Linked DNA regions of Hordeum vulgare: all the other regions are linked to region 2. The links are chromatin contacts, called in public Hi-C maps. All regions are on one chromosome and are shown on one strand. Each heading gives the region's core, a stretch centred on a gene start, on an enhancer-like site or on the middle of the called end of the contact. The rest is flanking DNA. Distances are from core to core; before and after follow the strand shown.

What was found. A called contact is a pair of places that touch in the nucleus more often than the background predicts.
Region 1: a contact with region 2 is called in a Hi-C map of leaf, with 7 times the contacts expected there. The contact joins the enhancer-like site here to the promoter of LOC123411279 in region 2. A contact is called at or near these places in 2 of 6 Hi-C or Micro-C datasets (leaf and seedling).
Region 3: a contact with region 2 is called in a Hi-C map of leaf, with 3 times the contacts expected there. The contact joins the enhancer-like site here to the promoter of LOC123411279 in region 2. A contact is called at or near these places in 3 of 6 Hi-C or Micro-C datasets (leaf and seedling) and 1 of 1 datasets of contacts at active chromatin or transcription factors (embryo).

Annotation. Positions count from the first base shown.
Region 1 is chr7H:367,028,706-367,031,405 of MorexV3_pseudomolecules_assembly, forward strand. No RefSeq gene overlaps it. Among protein-coding and RNA genes, the nearest start is that of LOC123414480, 120 kb to the right of the region's middle. Within about 2 kb of position 1,261, at least 3 of the 3 cell types and tissues checked have open chromatin away from gene starts, as enhancers often do. A contact at or near this core is called in leaf and seedling, where this site is marked.
Region 2 is chr7H:366,742,490-366,745,189 of MorexV3_pseudomolecules_assembly, forward strand. LOC123411279 (probable mixed-linked glucan synthase 6) reads right to left here and starts at 1,258. Exons shown (of 3, transcript XM_045104211.1): 1 at 568-1,258. The coding sequence starts at 893.
Region 3 is chr7H:367,143,527-367,146,226 of MorexV3_pseudomolecules_assembly, forward strand. LOC123407891 (alpha/beta hydrolase domain-containing protein 17C-like) reads right to left here. Exons shown (of 6, transcript XM_045101130.1): 6 at 2,357-2,700. The coding sequence ends at 2,652. Among protein-coding and RNA genes, the nearest start is that of LOC123414480, 5.8 kb to the right of the region's middle. Within about 2 kb of position 1,440, at least 2 of the 3 cell types and tissues checked have open chromatin away from gene starts, as enhancers often do. A contact at or near this core is called in leaf, where this site is marked.

The DNA of each region.
Region 1 (2,700 bases), core at 11-2,510, 290 kb after region 2:
GTGAAGCCACCTCTTGGAAGAAAATCTGGGTGATCAAGGCGGCGGGGAAAATGTTGATAACTCTATGGAGGTTCGCTCATGATTGTTTGCCATCCGGGATGCAGCTTCATCGGAGACATTTTCCTGCATCAAAAGCTTGTGTCCATTGTTCTGTTGACGAGCGTGTTGAACATGCATTGCTTTTCTACCCATATGCAAAAGCTGTTTGGTCTGATGTCAAAGATTACTACAACGTGCATCTTTATCGGAAAGGGTTCACAAATAGCAAAACATGGATCTTTGACTTTCTGGCTCGTTGTGATGATCTTGCTGCTACAGTTCTTGCAGTGACGTGTGGGCATATTTGGGACGCTCGTAACAAACTCCGAGAAGAAAATATTAATCTGGCTCCTTCTAGTCTTGCATTGAAAATTAAAGCATATGTTGACATGATAGCGGAGCACTTGTTCATTACCAAGATCAACCATAGGCGTGAACCCTCTACAACAACATCCTGGTTCCACCGCTGGCAGGTATGGTGATGATCAACGTTGACGCTGCCCTTTTTACTAATTCCAGGAGCATGGGGGAAGGTGTGGTGATGCGAGAGAATTCTGGATCTTGCATTGTTTGCTATGGTATTGGTGTTCCTGAGGTAATCATACCTGAGCTAGCGGAGCCAATTGCAATCCAGAGAGCCTTGCAATTTGCGTTGAGCGAAGGTCTACAGGAGGTCTCACTCGCTTCAGATTGTTTGTCGGTTGTGCAGCGTATTAATTTGCCTGACCTGGATCAATCTATTTGTGGTCCTGTGATTCAAGACATCAAGCAACTTAGAACTTCTTTCAATTCTTGTTTTATTTTTCACGTGCTACGTGAACAAAATGTGGTTGCACATATGTTAGCTCGATCTTGTAATCAGTTAGGGTGTCGTGTTTGGCATGGTGTGTCTCCGGAATGCATCCGGAAAACTATTTGTATGGACATTATGTCTCGATGATTTATAAAGCGGGTGTGTTATAAAAAAAAACAATGAGTAGATGGAAAAAAATGCTACGTTTGCGTTGCCCTTGCTGCTGCCGCCTGACAGGTAGAGTGGTGGTAGCAGTAGTCGAAGAGAGTGCGTCGGGTTTGGTAGATGGATCGACCACGCGGCATTGGGCGGGCGCACCGGACAGAGCCGTACGTCGCCGCCCGCCTGGCGGCGTCGTGTACACGCTGCGAGCGAGTGGCACAGGCAAGAGGATGGTCGGCGATGACGTCCTGTGCACGGTAGGTCGCGGGCCCTTGTCCCCGGCTCCGACACGGTACGAACCCGCCCTCGCACGCATCCGGCCTTCACGTGACGAACCGACCCGCCTTCCGCGTTAACCCAAGGGTCGTGCGCCGAGGAAGAGGATGGGTGGAATGGAAGGGGGAAAACGGAACGAGAGTGGTGTCAATTCGTTTGCGTGTGGGGGCGCGGCGGTTGCGGCGTTCCTGTCGCCGGGAATGTCATGCCCCGTTGGGCGCGCGCGCTAGCGTCCACCGAGGAACTCAGGCACCGCGCAGCGTATCCATCGGGTCGGTTGCGGCATTGCTGTTTCGCGGCAGAAACCATGTCACCCGTGCTTTATTCCTTGGCGATGGGAACGGGTTCGATTGTGACGCCTACACACACCATGTACAGTCCGAGCGGCCAGCGCGGTCTGAAAAGCGAATAGCTAGGTAAACAAGGGCATTCTTCCCACACCAACACGTCACCGTGTATCCTTAAGCTGGGATGAGGCTAACTCCATCGCGCGACTCGAAACGAATGTACGTTTTGTCCGGATTTTGTCCGTTTGGGTAAGGAGATGGAGTCGTGTCTAGGTCTGTCCTGGGATGCGCTGACCGCGCGGCCGCATCCGTTTGCCCTATCTTGTCCGCGTCCAAATAGAACAACGATTCAGATGTCTGCGGCCAGTTCATGCCAGCGGCCCTAGTTCACGCCGGCAACACAACCAGCGGCTTACACGTCCTCGCCGGCAACACAGCCAGCCTCAAAAATGAATAGTTTCCTTTGCCGGTAACACAGCCAGCCTACAAAATGAATTTGTTTCTCGCCGGCACACAGCCAGCGGCCCAGCGGGACACAGCCAGCGGGCGGCACCCATGCCAGCCTTCAAAAAAGAACGGCCACGTCCGATCGAACGACCTAGTTCAGGTCGTCGGCGTCGAACATCTCCTTCCGCCTGGCCTCGAACCAGCTCCTCGTCTTCTCACTCATCTTCGTCAAGTCCACGCTCATGATCGCAAGGGCCACCTCCTTCGCTTTGGTTGCGGCATTGGTGACCTCAATGTCCAGCTGCCTCTTCCTGGCCTCGACATTGGCGGTCTCGATGTCAAGCTGCCTTTGTCGGGCCGCCTTCTTCAGGTCGATCTTTCTCTTCTTGGCCGCCTCCTCCATCTCTAGCTTCTTCCTTTGAAGGTCCAGGTATTGCTTCATTTGCTCGTCCTTGCTTTGCCGCTTCTTCTCGTCCCTCATGTCCTTTTGAGACACCATGCCATGCAATGTCTCATGCAAGGTCATGGATGCGGCATCACATATGTCGTTCACCTTGGAGTTGGTCTTGCCCCTCGGCCTCTTCAACGCCTCGCCATCTCCACCTCCGGCGAACTTGGCCGTCTTCTTGCCTCTCTTCCTTTGAAGTTCACGGTATTGATCCTTGAACTTAGGGCAATCGTTGATGATCGTCCAAC
Region 2 (2,700 bases), core at 8-2,507:
TGGCTTGGATTCACATGCAAGCCATGCCATGCCCACTGTCGTCGTTTCACCTCGGATTCCTATTGCTATTGCAGAGCGTCCATTACAGCTCCAAAGTAGCAAGGATTTATGAGCCGCCAGGGTGGCCACCGGGGCCCACCTGCCAGGCAGGCCCAACGGCTAACGTCCCCTCCCGTGGGCCCAAGCTGCAGTGACTGCGACTAGTAAAATGGAAGGAAGAAGCACCGAGCCGACAGCCCACACCGGGACGCGCTATTTTGGGTGGATTCGAGCCATCATTGGCCCGGCCCTAACGTGCACCTGTCTCGGATTACTCAAATTTTAATTAACTAGTGCAATAATTACTCTGATTAACACCGACCTAGTACTAGTACTTACTCCGGTCAAGATCAAATTATCCTGACTGTCAACCTGGCGTGGTGCTTGTTGGGTTAATTGTAGTAGCGCTTGTTGTGCAGATAGAGAGTAAAAATAAATACTAGAGTAGTAGAGAGACTTAGTTGGATTAATTGTTGAGTGTGACGCAGATATAGGGAGTTTCTGTTTAGTTGTGGGAGCAGGACGTACCGGTAGGGGTGGAGGAGGACACCCTTGATCTTCTCGGTGCGGAATACGGGGCGGTCGTCAACGGCGGCACCGCTTTCGTCGGTCTCGCCATCTTCGCCGAGCTCCACGCCCACCCAGCTCTCGTCGTTGACGGCGCCGATCTGCCCCATGGCCACGATGTCCATGTCCAGCGACGAGGCGGCGGAGGCCACCGCGGCCGACCCCGTGCAGGCGCAAACCTGGAAGCCGCACACGCAGGGCTTGCCGCTGGCCGCCGGCGCGGCGGCAGCAGCAGCAACCGGCTCATTGCTCCGCACGCGGCCCCCTCCGGCCACCGCTGGCGCCATGGCCGTCGTCCTCAATGCACGCGCTCTCCTTTGCCTTTACGACAAGGAGAACAGGTCCAAGGTCCAACAATGGCAGGCTCAGGCAATGGCCGAGGCAGGCTTTAGCATGGGCAGGGAGAGAGAAAAGGAAGCAATGAATGAATGTAGGCGAGGGGGAGGGGGAGGAGGAGGTGCGAGAAATGACGAGTAAAGTACGTGGGGGATTTATGGGCTGGGATGCACAAGAAGTGTCGGTAGGGGGTTCAAGCAAAGCAAAGCTCTGCTCAGCTCGCTTGTCTTGCTGAGCTATCCAACCAACGGGTTGGAGCTGTGTGCGGGTTGTAAATTGTGTTTGAGCGGTGTGCGGGTGCGTTTATATGTAGGTGGTGCCAAGCACTTCCTTCGGTGTATGCAAATGCAATGCATGTACGCGTGTATGCTCGGCCCAGCCCATATGCTTATCATATGCCCGCACCGCACCGCACCTCACCTACCTACCAGGTTGCTTCCACTCATATTCCTGCCCCTGCGTGTCCCATGTGATTTGTGATGCCCTCCCCGCGCAAGAAAACTAGTACGTACGCAGTAGCTCTGATTAGCTTGCATTTCCGATTCTTATTAGTACAGGAGTACGTATATTTTTGCTCGCATAAGAATTGTTATTACTAATCCATTAATTAATTGGTCCCTCCTCCTCCACCGATTGATTGTTATATATGTTAGAAGTGTAATGAGAGAGGAGCTGGGCGTAGAATAAAGGTGCCGGGGGCGATGAGTGGTGATGATGATTAGTTTGTTTGTTATGCGAAGTGCCTGTATTTTTTTTTCTTTTTCTTAACTTGGTGGGGGGTTTGTGAGCTTGTGCTTGGTTGTTGCCCTTGATTGAGAGAAAGATTCTTTTCTTGCGCCTTTTCTGCTGCTCTCTCCCAGCCAGCGTGGCCCGTGAGTCCCTGTAGCATCGCCATGCATCAGTGAGCTGGTTTGAGTACCGTACAAGCCTCTTTGCTCCGCTGTGGCCTTGCAGCCCACCGGCAAATGCGATGCGGCGCTCTCTTCTGTCCATGGAATTTTTAGCACATTGATGTTTATGCGCAAGTTGGGTCTGGTTGGGGGATGCATTTTGGAGGATTGATCCATCGGTTTAACACTAGTAGGAGCAATTGCGACATATTCTTGTCTTGCTGGTTGAAAAGCGGAGGGCCATGCTCATGCAGCAGGGCCACGGAAGGGAAGAGTAATTTTGGTCACAGCGAAAGGTAGACATGCAGAGCCCTTTCCGGTTCTACCGCCTCCTTCTCTCTCTTTTTCCCCTTGTGGCTTTGGCTTTGGCTTTGGCTTTGGCGAGCAAATGCTTCACGAGAAGGAATGCATTGGTCCCCTGGCCGGAAGGAGGCTTGCCCTTCTGCCCGTTACGACGTCCCTATAGGAACGTCCCGCGCGTATCCGATGAGAGAGTCACGGCGGGGAACGTCGCGCGCGTATCCGATGAGAGATTCACGGCGGGGACGGGGAGGAGCACGTAATCCGTGCTGATGGAGCTCCCTGAACTAACGGGAGGAATCAAGCATGAGGTCTAGAGCAATTTGCAAATTAGGCCAGTTGTTAGGACAATGACGCGCGCGCGCCGGACAACTAATGGGTTCTGTCACGACCTCCAACTATAACCACACCGCCACACAACACACAAAAGGACAACATACCACAAGAAAACGATCGTGGCGAGCCGTGCACTGGTATGGAGAGGCCGGAGGAGTAATTAACCGGCCTTGCTGTTGCATCGACGATCCAACTACATATGCGGGCACGCTAGCCCCAGCATTCATGATAA
Region 3 (2,700 bases), core at 190-2,689, 400 kb after region 2:
TTTGGATTATTCCAGTACTTAATAAAGGGCTGTATGCATCACTCGATGCAGAGGCCGGGGCGATGCCTCCTTTTCGAAAAAAAACTTATGAGACAATGTGCTTCTATTCCAAACTAGCTCGTAATGAAATTTTATTTTGACCTAATAGGAAAATTGTGTCCAAGAAGTTTGCTTCCATCTAGAAAGTTGCATCCAAGAATATGTTTCCACATTGAAAATTTTGAGTCCTGTATATCCTTTTTATTTTATTTCCAACACAAGACGTGCTTCCATCCACTACAAATGTGTTTCCATTATAATTTCTTTTTGCAAAATTAAAATGCTTCTAGCATAACATTTTTTCTGTTTATGTGCTTCATCTACTTATAAAACATCTTTCAGACATAGTACATTTTTGCTTCCTTCACCAGTAATACAATGCTTCCTAAGATCATATCATGCGTATCCCACAAACTACAGACTTGCTTCCATTCAGTGCTTCCTACATATAGTGGTGTGCTAGCTTCCTTCCAACCGTTAGGTGATCCAGATGATCCAAGTGACGTCAATTGAGGGGTGCACGAACGGAGTGAAGCTGCAACATGGACACACAATTAGCCGAGATTTCAATTGATGGCAAAGTAGTTGAGGCTATGATTTACCTATCCTTTGAGGGCGACCCAAGGCGGCCATGGTTGCATGCGACCTCCACGCCGCCGTCGCCTTATGCGAGCCACATCGTGAACGCACCGGAGTCCATCGCCTCGCTCGCTAATGCATTATGAACGCACCGGTGATCGAAGTAATTGTAGATGACGGCGACGGAGATGGGGTTGCGAGCTCGCTGCTCCTGTACCTCGATCATGGCAGCTTAGTACTCCTAGATGGCAACTCGCTGCATAATCAGAAAGTACATCGGGGATGCGGTTGACGGCTAGCAAGGAGAGGTGCGTGGGGAAGAGAGAGGAAACGGGATCTGGAGCAATAAACGGACAGGTAATTAAGGAGTTAGCGTTATCTGCTGGATGTTAGCTTATGTACAAAATGGTTGTATCTAGACCATGAGATTAAGCTAGAATCAAGGAAAGGCGGGTGGTCTCCAACGAGTATGGACATGTTATTTGAGACGTGGCTTAATGAGATGGACGTCATCATAGCTAGACACATTCGATAGGAACAAGTGCCATGCTTTGGGCTATATGAAATTATAGAAATGATATAATTTTTGACAGAAAGAATTTCACCAACGTTTTGCAGGTCATCTACTCCCTCCGTCCGGGTGTGTAGGGCGATTTTTAGAAAGCTCAGCGATTTAGGCGGGGAATTATTGGACGAGACGGGCGTGCAGATTTTGCTAAAAAACGAAACAGATTTGACAATTAATCCCAATATTAATGCTGCCATTAGTGTTATCTGCATGCATTGACTATTTCTTCTCTCACAGACGTCATCTTCCTTCTTGAATAGTACCAGTACGGTCACTGCATGGATAAACGAGGAGCCAGGAAAGTAGTACTCCTCGAGTAGTACTAGGCGTTTGAGATAAACGAGGAGCAGTTAATTAGATTATGTCTAACACTTTAGGAATTCTTGGATTCTAAAAGTCGCCCTATGCACTTGGACGGAGGTAGTACAGATCTACAACTTGGATCCGTACGTGATCGTAACTCAGGCATGCGGAGTCCATGGGGTTTTGGTTACTGGGTGCAGCCGAAGGTTTTGGTTACTGGGTGCAGCTGATGAGAGATGACAGCGCGGGCTATCTTCAACCGATATGAATGACGACACACTAATAGGCTAGATGTTTAGTCGTTGTAGGCTATTTTTATCTGGCCAAATGTGACATGTAATCTTTGTTTTTTATGAGTTTTTTTGAGCTCTCATTAGATATTGCACTTGTTTGGAACTCTTTTTTTCTAATAAAATGGTTGCATGCATTATCATGCTGCAGAGGCCGGGGCGATCCTTCTTTAAAAAAAAAAACCTCACCACTGGCTGATACAGTACCAGTAGTCCAGTGTTGGTTCAGTCACGTATTCTGCCTGCAATGATCACCGACTGGTTGCATTTGCAAGGCAAGGAAGAGGTTATACAGCAGTTGGGGTTTGGCACGCATAAGCCCAGTTTCTGTATCTGCACGCATCCCTTTCTTCCATTCATTCAGAATCAGCCTGCTCGTGGTCCTCCTGCCGCACCTTCTGAGTGACAGTGCAAACACATTGCCACGGCGTAACCTCGAAATCTTGCCTTGTCTATAAGACGGCGATGTGTCATGTTCCTCATCCGGGCCTAGAGAATGAGGCCAGCAGCTGCATTCCGTTACCTGTTCAATGACGAAATTGACTTCAACGGTCCAGTTCAGGTGTAGCCCCAGATGAACCGGATCCAAACTCTGAGATTTCATGGCTTCATGCCACAACAGCTGAAACATGTGTGGGTCGATCAGGTTCAAATCAATTCACAACCTCACGACTGTTCTAAGCTCGACAGCCAATAGCTTATGCCACCATTACACAAAGCTGTCGAGCAACTACAGAGGAGAATGGGGAATACATGTTTTTCCAACTGAAAAATCTAAGTTTAGTCCTAGAGCATTCCAAGGGTTAGAAGATATCCCCCGGACCGTTCCTTTTTCCTATACAAGCACAAGCGCAAGCACATAGAGATCGGCGTTATCCGCCGCAGCCGCAGCAGCACTTGAAGCAGCTGCAGCAGGCTGGG